Linked DNA regions of Sus scrofa: regions 1 and 3 are each linked to region 2. The links are chromatin contacts, called in public Hi-C maps. All regions are on one chromosome and are shown on one strand. Each heading gives the region's core, a stretch centred on a gene start, on an enhancer-like site or on the middle of the called end of the contact. The rest is flanking DNA. Distances are from core to core; before and after follow the strand shown. Region 1 holds the start of HINT1 (histidine triad nucleotide-binding protein 1). Region 2 overlaps LYRM7 (complex III assembly factor LYRM7). Region 3 overlaps LYRM7 (complex III assembly factor LYRM7).

The links. A called contact is a pair of places that touch in the nucleus more often than the background predicts.
Region 1: a contact with region 2 is called in a Hi-C map of liver, with 4 times the contacts expected there. The contact joins the promoter of HINT1 here to the enhancer-like site in region 2. A contact is called at or near these places in 2 of 5 promoter capture datasets (fetal liver and liver), 4 of 47 Hi-C or Micro-C datasets (brain, fetal heart ventricle and liver) and 2 of 2 datasets of contacts at active chromatin or transcription factors (alveolar macrophages and skeletal muscle).
Region 3: a Hi-C map of liver shows a contact between it and region 2, with 3 times the contacts expected there. The contact joins two enhancer-like sites. A contact is called at or near these places in 1 of 47 Hi-C or Micro-C datasets (liver) and 1 of 2 datasets of contacts at active chromatin or transcription factors (alveolar macrophages).

Annotation. Positions count from the first base shown.
Region 1 is chr2:133,474,028-133,477,752 of Sscrofa11.1, forward strand. It overlaps HINT1 (histidine triad nucleotide-binding protein 1), which reads right to left and starts at 1,786. Exons shown (of 3, transcript XM_005661623.3): 1 at 1,265-1,786. The coding sequence starts at 1,375.
Region 2 is chr2:133,679,434-133,683,001 of Sscrofa11.1, forward strand. It overlaps LYRM7 (complex III assembly factor LYRM7), which reads left to right. Exons shown (of 8, transcript XR_002342091.1): 7 at 971-1,086; 8 at 1,626-3,568. CDC42SE2 (CDC42 small effector protein 2) reads left to right here. Exons shown (of 6, transcript XM_005661625.3): 5 at 971-1,086; 6 at 1,626-3,568. The coding sequence ends at 1,069. LOC110259698 reads right to left here. Exons shown (of 6, transcript XR_002342086.1): 6 at 2,349-3,568. Among named protein-coding and RNA genes, the nearest start is that of CDC42SE2, 120 kb to the left of the region's middle. Within about 2 kb of position 1,703, at least 5 of the 83 cell types and tissues checked have an H3K27ac peak or open chromatin away from gene starts, as enhancers often do. A contact at or near this core is called in fetal liver and liver, where this site is marked.
Region 3 is chr2:133,535,485-133,538,985 of Sscrofa11.1, forward strand. All of the region lies in intron 4 of LYRM7 (complex III assembly factor LYRM7), which reads left to right. Among named protein-coding and RNA genes, the nearest start is that of CDC42SE2, 27 kb to the right of the region's middle. Within about 2 kb of position 1,542, at least 16 of the 83 cell types and tissues checked have an H3K27ac peak or open chromatin away from gene starts, as enhancers often do. A contact at or near this core is called in liver, where this site is marked.

The sequences.
Region 1 (3,725 bases), core at 536-3,035, 210 kb before region 2:
GAAGATAAGTAACATTTAGACAAATTACATACCACTTGAATGGTTTTAAATCTAGTGAAGGTGGAAGCTGCTATCTTTGCTTAACTGTCTCAGGAGTCATTCTACCTGGTACTCCGTACAAAATGCTGTATCATTTAGATGGCTTCATGCTGTTATACTGTTGGGACTTCATCGTTCAAAAGTCAATATTTCAACAATCATTTACTAAAAGCAGCTGAAAATACTTTAAAAGAAATACACATTTTCTAAAATAGAATTTTCCTGACAAATAAAGGTATTTGAGTAAATTTACCTCGAGGCATTAAATCTTAGATGTTCTGACTCTAAGGACACTGCTAGTAACATGTTTCCTTATATTCCATATTTCATAAATGTATTAAATAGTTTACAAAACTTCTATCTAAATCAGCCTACCTCCTGTCCTGCTTTATCTGAGATTCAAACCCGTTATTATCGCTCACTAAAAATTTTATACAAGATGTCTCCAGGTCAAATCAACTCGTCCTTTCTAAAACAATTTCACCTACAGCCAGGTCAACAAAAACTCTATCTTCAATCTCTTGGCATAAAACCGCTTCCTGTAAACCATAAAAGGAGCCATTCTTCCAGGGAGGGGCCAAAGGAAAGCAAATCCCAGTTGCAGGCCCACTGTCGCCTCCGGAGTCCGCGGCGGGTCGGGGGTGGGAGGGCGCTGGCCAGCCCTCGCCCAGGCCCAGCTCGTCCGCGCCCTCCGCAGCCCCCAGGCCTGGCGCCCAGGCCGCCTAGCGCAGAGCCGCGGAGCGGCGCCCGGGAGAGCTGGGCAGGCCGGCTGTGCGCGGGAGATCGCGGAGATTGGGCCCGAGTCAAGGAGCGATCGGGTTTCTCCCTGTCAGGCAGAGCGCGGGCGAGATTGTCAGATTCCTGACACAGGCGAGGTCCGAGGCCCAGGGGGAGCTGGCTGGCGCCCACGCGGAGGACCCCGCGCGCGCCCCCCGCACGCGCCCAGACCCCGCCATGTGGGCCCGCGGGTGCCGGCGGCCCGGCCCGCGCCCGGGGCTGATAACGCGTAACCGGAGCGCCGGCACGCGCCGGCCGGCCGCCTAGGAGCCACCGGGCCCTGCCCGCTGGCTGGGGGCCCGCGGCCCAGGCCGCGCGAGGCAGCCGGGTGCCTTCCCTTCTCCGTGGCGCCCCCGACCCTTCCCTTCTTTTCCCTCGGAGGAAACCCGCGTGTCCACGGGCGCCTGTCTCGCCTCAGCCCACGAGCAAGGCAGCGCCGGGTGCCTACCTGGTCATCCTCATAAATGATTTTGGCTGGGATTTCCTTGCGAATGATCTTCCCGAAGATCGTATCGCCACCAGGCCGGGCGGCCTGAGCCTTGGCGATCTCATCTGCCATCTCGGCCTCCCTCCCGCGCTGCCGGTCGGGGAGAAGGTCCGAGGAGGGAGGAGCCGGCGGTTCCCGCAGAGGGCGGGAGAGCAAACGCCCCAGCACCTCCTGCGCGTGCGCACTGCTGACCCGCGCTGGGGTGCGGCGGCGGTGCCGGAGCCTTAGGGCCACCGTGGGGCGAGGCGGCGACGGGGAGGTTCCGTAGCCAAGGCTCCCGGGGGCCGCGGCGAGGCCGTTTTTCCTCCTTCCTTTCTTGTCTCTCGGAGAGTGGAGTTACTGCTGTAAGCTCTGCACTTGCCGTATGGACGCTTGTAGGAAAAATTGGGTAGTGTAACTGAAAAGATTTGATAACTCAAGCAGTGCTGGCCGTTTTTGCTGGCGGGGACACCATGATACTTCATTCCTCAGGTGCATAGGTCTTGACTAGGAGGTACGCCCTCCCGCGTCAATTTTTTTTTTTTTTTTTTTTTTCCTCTAGCCGTGGTTCACAGCCTTGACTGCATGTCCACATCATTTGGGAATCAAGTAAAAAAAAAAAAAATCACCTGAACTTGGCCACACCCCAGATCAGTTAAATCAGACTCTGGGGGTGAGCCCCAGGCATTGTTAGTAAACGTCCTTGACTGTTCTGCAAAGAATATTTCCCACCAGTAATCGACATAATGTAAGAGGCCCCACCTAAAAGGAACAAAATCTTTAACCCTATATCCCCCTCCGTAGCTTTGCTTCTTTTAAAAATAATTTTTGTATATTGTGTCCACTTTATCTTCCTTTTTTGAAGCCATTTGTCTCTTGTCAATGTCACTAAAGACCTTCACTTACAAAATTCTTTAGGCGATTCCACTCAGCCTCTTGGTAGCATTTATTACTGTTGACCATTCCCTCTTTTCAGCAGTAGTCCTTCACTCTCCTTCCTCTCTGGATGCTGTTTCTCCTTCAGAGTGAGCCTTCTATTCCAGAGCTCCTAATGAATTCCATTCTTGGCTCTCTAACAGTTAATCCCCAAGTGTCCTTATTATGAAAAAGTATACTTTCACCACTTTTTCTTCATAGAGGCCCCCTTTAATCACAAAACTGTGTCCCATTTGGTACTTTTTGTATCAAAGACATTCACCAGGGCAATTGGTGAAATATAAATAATGCTTACAAATTGGGAAATAGTTTCGAAAGATGTTAACTTCCCCAATATACCCACAGGAAAATTATCAAAATCAGTTGATCTAGGGTGAGGCCCTATATTTTAGGTCTCTAACAGTTTCCAGGTGATACAGCTGCTGCTAGCCCAGGAACTGTGCTTTGAGAACCACTGATGTAAAAGGATTGTCATTTTTGTAGGAATAAACCCACTGAATAATATATGAGTAGAGAAGTATCATATCTGCAATTCACTTTCACACAGTGAAGAGATTCCCCCCCAAAATGTCAACATAGAAAAAAGCAGAGCAGTAAAAAAGGATAAAGCAACTGTAATAAAAATTTTAACATTAGGGGAAACTGAGTGAACGGTGTATGCAAATTCAGTTATTCTTGCAACTTTTCTGTAAGCCTGAAATTGTCAAAATTAAAAATTGAAAAGAATATGTATCGGTTTGGGCAATAAATAATATGGTCATTTTTCGCTAAGTCAGAGGCTTTATCATCTGCAGATCGAGGACTCTCCAGTATTTATCTCCCAACCTGCCTCTCCCCTTAATTCCAGATTGGTGTATGATACATGTTTCTGCCTACTTACTACCTTCAGTGGGATATCTACCAGGCACTTCAAATTTATTTTTACTTCTTCCACAACAATCAGCCTCTTCCTGCAGCATACAACATCAACTATAATACTATGCACCAAATTGCCAAGGCAAAAGCCTTGAAATCATCCTTACCTCTTTTCGTGGATTTTTAGCACATATGAATCTAATCCCTTTTCACCTCCTCTACTCATACCACCCTAATCCAAGTCACTATCATATCTCACCTAGTGTACTTCAAAAGCCTCCCAGTTTGCTTATCTGCTTCCACTATAGTCAGTTTGCCATACAGCACCCAAAATTATTTTTATAAAGTACAAATCATAATTTCACTCATGCTGGTAGGGATTTTATCACAGAATTCAATGTAAAATCCTTGCCATGGCTTTTAGGGCTCATGAATGTTCAGTTCCATGGCTGCATTTCCTTCCATTTCATCCTTATTGACCAGCTTCACCCAAGCTGGGTATGGAAGGCAGAAGATTCCCAGGTCCTAATCTCTGGAACCTGTGAATATGTTACTTTACATGGTAAAGGGATGGGCAGGTATGATTAAGTTAAGGGACTTCAGATGGGGAGATTCCTCAGTTATCCTGGTGGGCCCGATGTAATTACAGAAG
Region 2 (3,568 bases), core at 453-2,952:
TCTCTTATTCTCTGCTTCCACATTCTTCTAATTAGTATAAACTAAGATATGATACACTAAGTGCACTTCACAGTTTGCAAGTAAGTTCGTTGCAGCCAAAGCACAGAATACCCCAGCATTCATATGCCTCTCAATCTCTTAGAAAATAGCCCTGTAAGGTGGTTAAGAGAGAGTATCATCATTAACCCGTTTTATGGATAAGAAGCCTGATGTTCACAGAGGATGAATAGTTCACCCGGAGTGAAAACAGTAATAAATCAGTCTGGGCCACAATCCAAGTCTGTGGGTTCTTAAGCTATTTTTCGCTTAATTAGACAAAACTGTATTAAAGTTGTAAATTTTACCACATGGACTTTTAAAAATTAGCTTTCATTAGTCTAATTTCATTCATATTTGTTACTGCTTTTTTTAAATGAGAATTTACTTATGTTGCAAAGGCTCTTAGTGCCATCCTGGGTACTTGAGGCAGGGAATTTGTTTGAGCTCCAAATTATTTTTTTGTTTTTCTTTTTCAGCCATGGCCAGGGATCGAACCCATGCCACAGGAGCAGCTGAAGCCAATGCAATGACAACACCAGATCCTTAACCTGCTGAGCCACCGGGGGGCTCCCATCGTTTTTTTTTTTATCTGATTCTAATCCATGTAATTGCGTGATCCTCTGTGTGAGGTGTTTGTAAATTAGGGTGGCTGAGGAACAGAACATTGAATTGATCTTTCCCAGTTTTTTGAAATTGGGAAGTGGAGAAAGTAGCAGGGAAAGGGCGTTGTACCAAAAAAAGAGAAATGCTTCCATCAATAGCCTCACCATTTCTCCTTATAATGAGAACACTTGTAAGTCTATAAAAGAAATTTTTTTTCCTATAAAAAGTAAATACCCTTCTGGAAAAAGCAGCCCAGGCACAATGTTAGACAAGAATTGCTTAGTTGCAGTCAGCCCCTGACTTTGGTTCTGTTTTTGTCCTGTTTCAGGTCAGCTCCATCCAGAACCAGATGCAGTCTAAAGGAGGCTACGGGGGCGGCATGGCTGCCAATGTGCAGATGCAGCTTGTGGACACGAAGGCAGGATAGCCCCGGATCCTCCTCCGGTGAGTACCTCAGCTCAGGCCGGAACCTCCCCGAGAGAGGCTTAGTTCAGCCTCAGGGTTAAAAAACATCTTGCTCTCATTTGTAAAAAAAAAAAAATTGTAAATGTACTATTTAAAAGGCAGAAATATTCTAATTGGCTTCACGATGGTCATCGGAAGTTACTGCCTTTGGAATAATTAGTTTCAGGTTATTCTTTTGCTTATGAGAAACTTAAGTACTTTGAGACCTCTTGTGGTGGGGAGCCTTTGAGATTCTGGTGACAAGATGTTTCTTATGTGTCCTTTAAACATGAGTGAAATTATTGAGCATTGATACTGCAGGAAATCCCATGTGTAGTCATTTTATATTAAACACGATCATGGCTAAATCTGTCATTATACCCCTTTCAGTAAAAAGCTAACTTAGAAAAAGGTATGAGAATAATTTGGATTTTCCTTTCGGTTTTATAGGTCATTGTGAATTTCTGTGTTGTTTCCACTGTTGTTTAATTTTTTTTTTTGTCGTGATTGCTTTTCTTTCCTCTTCAATTACAAAAAAGAACTGTGTGCTGGCACCCTGTTCACCCTGCTGTGATTACTCCAGTGACAAGTTACTGTTCTGCTCTGAAGAAACTGTTGTCAGAAGAATCCTGCTTTTCCTTCAGCTGGCGTGCATGCCTTTGGACTCATGGACAGAGTTCTTTGGATTGTGGCTTAATTATTAATTTTTATCAATATGGATCTGATTTTAGCATGATCTTTTTTGTGAATGCTACTAGCACTGTTTTGCATTTTCTCCCCATTTTTAACGTTTCTCTTTCCACCGCCACCCCCTCTGCCTTATGATTTCGTTGGTAAGCAAAGACGTGCTATTACATGTTCATTTGTCACCGTTTATGTATATTTTGGAAGGTATAAGCACAGTGATCACTGCTCTTCATTTGAAACTCCAGCAGAGTAAATATCTGCATGCTTTATGAAGTTGCTTGTGTGGGAACCCGTGGGATGCTGGAAAGGAACGAACTTTCATGGGTTGTTGATACTGCTTGGCTCCCATGGGTTGTTGATACTGCTGCTATTAGAGAGAGGCGGGCTGTGGCACCAAGTCACATCAGTTTCACAAAAAAGGCAACTTGTAGCTTATTTTAGAAGTGTGATTTTTATTCAGTTAGAATTACAGTAACAGAAAAGCTTGCATTCATAAGGCATTCATTCTGTTGTAAATGTTCAATGTATTTATTTGAGAGTGAGGACCTGGGATTGTGAACAGGTGTGTGGTTGTGTATCTGAGTGTGTGTAATACCCTCATCCGATCGGACTCTGAGCATCACGGTCTTAGAAGTGGCTCATTTCTTGGTGTACTCATTTCGTTTTCACTTGTTTATGTTTAGTATTATGGTATCCAGTTGTTTCCAGTAGCAGTTTGTTGAACTTCTGGCCTGGACTCCAAACTGTGGACTCCAGAGTCATTGGGCCTCTTCGTAATGGAAGTTGCCAAGAGCTACAGTTGACCTGGCTGTGTTGTTGCCTATTCGGTGACTTCAGGTGTTGGTGAGAAACCTTTGGCTCAGGTTCCAAAATGATTATTTCACCAATTGTCCTTCTGTAGATGCTTTTCCTTCCACATGAGGGTGTAGTGCTAAGCCAGTTAGTAGTATGTTTTTTCATGAAAACGGTAAATCCTATGTCCATTTCAGCCCTAACAGTTATATCTGGTCAGACTCGTACTTCATGCAGGACCTGGGCCTCATGGAAAACTGACCTAGAAAGCTGTAATTAGGTAGTTGCATAAAGAGGGATCATTTTCTCTTCTTCAATCCCTTTCTCTTCACCTTAGGAGTTCTTGTTTAAGAGATAACTGAATAAATATTAGGTTTATATAGGCAAAATATGAAAGCACCCCCCCCCCCCCAGTTCTTTGGAATTTACCTGTACCGGGGGGACTAGATTACTCCGTCCTTATTTCTGCAGGTCTTCATAGTGTCAATCCCCAGCAGAATCTGTCAGGGACAAACGTGTATGCTTAGTAATCAAAGTAGGCATTGTGCAGTTAATAACTTTGAAACTTGAATTCATCTGATGTCATTACTTCACTGTGTGGCTACTGCATTCGGGGATATCCCCGCGTGCCACTCTGCCCAAACAGAGTCAGGGGCCTGCCAGGGACACTGCTGTGTGAAAGTCCGTGGGTTCTGTTGTTTTTGATTTTTTTTGTCTTTTTAAGGCTGCACCCATGGCTTATGGATGTTTCCAAACTAAGGCTTGAATTGCATCTGCAGCCACCAGCCCATGCAATGTGGGATCCAAGCCTCACCTGTGACCTCCACCACAGCTCATGGCAAGGCTGGCTCCTTAACCCACTGAGTGAGGCCAGGGGTCAGACCTGTGTCCTCACTGACCCTGGTTGGGTTCGTTGCCGCTGAGCCACAACAGGCAGTCCCATTCTGCAAGTTCTTTAAGGGACAGGTTTTTTTGGCATTGTCAGTGCTGATGTTGTGTAGTC
Region 3 (3,501 bases), core at 292-2,791, 140 kb before region 2:
ACCCCGTCTTGGGATTGGGTGTGTGTGTGCAGGATGAATACTGGGCGAGAATGCGTAGGGGCCCAGCTGCCAGCTTGGAATGCTGACTTTCCATTGATCGGATAAACACTCTGCTTTCTTATGTCCAATATTATGAATCAAATCCAAAAATGGAGTTTTCTACATAAAATCTCTCCTCTGAATCATTTCCATCAGCCAACAAGAATGCTATTATTTTTTCCCCAACTTTCATAGCATGAACAGAAAACTCTTTTTTATTTTTTATTTTTGTATTCTTGTTGTTGTTATTTTTTAAGGCCACACCTGCAGCATAAGAAAGTTCCCAGGCTAGGGGTCGAATCAGAGGTATAGTTGCCTGCCACTGCCACAGCCACAGCAACGCCGGATCCGAGCCTCGTCTGTGACCTACACTGCAGCTTGTGGCAACACCACATCCTTAACCCACTGAGCAAGGCCAGGGATGGAATCTGCATCCTCATGAATACTAGTTGGGTTCTTAACCTGCTAAGCCACAATGGGAACTCCCAGAAAACTCCTTTTGATCTGATTTTCCCTCTACCTGTTGCCCAATTTCTTCACAATTAAACTCCTTATTAGCCATTTGTAAATAGTTTCCAATTTTTCCCTTCCTACCCTCTATTGAACCAACTTCAGTGAAGCTTTTGCCTACCCTACTCCATCAAAACTGTTCTTGTCAAGACCATCAAGGGACCTCATACTGATCATTCCAGCGGTCAAGTTTCAGTCGTCATCTTAACTGACCGATCACTCACTCCTCCTTGATGTACTCCTTTTGACTCCCAGGCTACCACACTCTCTTAGTTTCTCTCCTACCTCCCTAGCTTCTCATTTCTGGCTGACCTGGTCCCTTCTCTCCAATCTTTTAGTGTTGAAGTGCCCCAGGCTCAGCCTTGGGCCCTTTCTTCGTCTCTATCCAACCTCACTACCTTGATGATCTCATCTGTTCTCTGGGCTGTAAAAGCCCCTTTAATCTGATGACTCCCAAGTGTCTCTCTCTAGCCCAGTCCCCCCCTCTTGAATCCTGAGTTACATGCCCAACTGCCTTTGCAACATCTGCTTGAATACCTAGCAGGCATCTCATACTTAACAGATTGCTGACGGAACTCCAGGTCTTCCTCTTTAAACTTGGCCCAAGTGCAGCCTTCCCCATCTTGGCATCTTGGGATTTCATGACGTTCCTTCCTTCCATCTGCGCAGGTAAAAAAATCTCAGAGTTAGTTTTGACTCTTCTCTCTCACATCCAATTTGTCAGGAAATCCTATTTGACTCTCCCTTCAAATGTCACCAGAATCTGCCTACTTATCACCCTCTCGATTTTACCTAAACCTCATAGTTAGGAGCCAGAGCTTTCCGTGTGTAGGACAGATCATATCATTTGTCTGCTCAAAGCCTCCAATCGTTTCCCATTTTAGTTAGAGAAAAAGTGAAGACCTTTGCAGCAGGTTCAAGGGCCACCTTAACCTGGCATCCCATTATCTCTCTGACTTTGTCTCCTTCCACTTTCTCTTTCACTGAGTGGCTTGCTTGCTCTTAGTCCATTACCCAATGCACGCTCTTGTGTAAGGACTTTGCCCCGGCTTTGCCCTCTGCCTGAAACAGTCTTCTCCTTAGCTGACTTCCTCTTTGCCTTTTTGTCTTCTCTCGGCGAAGAAACGTCTTGGTGACATTCGCCCTCACCATTTAGGTAATTACTACAGCTGCCCACACTCACACATGTACACACACACACACACACACACACACACACACACACATACCACTGGCACTTCTGATTATCCTTACCCTGTTCCACTGTGACTTTTTTCTGCAATCATCACCTGCTAGTACATACTTTATTCATTGTCTCTCTCTCTCTCTCTCCCCACCAAAATGTAAGCTCTTTGAAGACAAAGATTTTTTTTTTGCTCATAGATGTACTTGGAGCCTCTGTCACAATATATGTTTTTGACAAATAGTTGTTGATACATACACACACAAACGCACATACACACCTATACATATGTAAAATGAGGAGTTATTTCCATCTGCTAAAGCCCAACAGGAGTTTTTCAATCCCTTAGTGGAGTGACTATCCTCTGTATTCTAGTGTGGAGTGAGGCCCTCACACACCCCTGGATCTGTCTGTATTCACTGGCATCTTCTAGGAGAAGCTTTTGAACTTTGTTCATGATAGGACTTCAAACTGAGTTAAAAACTGGGAAAAGGGGAAGTAGATTATGCAGCTCCTGGCAAAAATCTGGCGCAATCTCAAAGGAAAGGAGCCTCAAACAATAAACTAAACTCAGTACTAAGGCCTGTGATTTCTAGAGGATTTCTGGGTGTAGTGCAGTGCTTCTGACTCAACCTCCCCACAAGCTCCGTTGCTGTCCTATCTCCACCATGAATGCATGAGGACAGGAAAGTGTGTGGATAATAACGAAGACTCCATCGACTCTGTAACACTTCAGGCCCCAAGCAGCTCCAAGGTGGGATTCTGTAAGAGGAGAGAACACAGGGAGAAGGACACTGTTTCTCCACGCACTTTAATTTTTTTTTTTAATTTTTATTTTTTTGTCTTTTTACCTTTTCTAGGGCTGCTCCCGTGGCATATGGAGGTTCCCAGGCTAGGGGTCAAATTGGAGCTATAGCCACCAGCCTACACCAGAGCCACAGCTGCAGCCTACAATGCAATGCTGGATCCTTAACCCACTGAGCAAGGCCAGGGATTGAACCCACAACATCATGGTTCCTAGCCGGATTCATTAACCACTGCACCACAACGGGAACTCCTCTCTACCTGCTTTAGAAAAGAGGTGAGCACTACCAGCCTAAGGCAGATTGGTGGTGACAGTGAAGGGTGTTGACTGGATGCAAAGGATAGGGTGACTGCAGCAGAAGCAGGAACCAAAGCAGAAGGTCTAACAGTGGAGTAGGACAGAGCAGCAAGGCACATAGACGTAGCATCCAGGTAGAGTGACAGCAGCCGGGCCAGCAGCAGCCCATGTGGAGAGGCCTGGGCAGCAGCAGCGGCATATAGAGCAGCCTGAGGAAGAGGGAATGGGGCTCCAGGTGAAGCAGCTATGACACTCATGGCAGGCTTAGAGTGCAAAGTAGTGGCTTTGTGTCAGTGGGGGCTTAGGTGGAGCACACAGTGGCAGCTCAGAGTAGGGCTGTGGTGGCAGCTGCAGCAGCAGCAGCTGGCTGGGAGTCTGCAGCAGTGGCCCAGAGTCACGAGGACCCCTGGGGCAAAGTGAAAACAGTGCCACACACAGTGGCCATGCACACTTTGTGATGTTATGTGACAACTGCCCACAACTCTCTCTCTGTGAGAGAGAGAACCTCAAAAGAGGGCCGAGGTTTTACAAGTATGTATGTGAGAGCCTTCAAATTAATGGAATTCAGTCTTCAATGTTAAGGTGACTTTATTTGTATCCACAAGCCAGAGAATTTAGGGACATTCACAAGTACAAACTTGTGTGTGACTCTCCTAACAGAAATGCT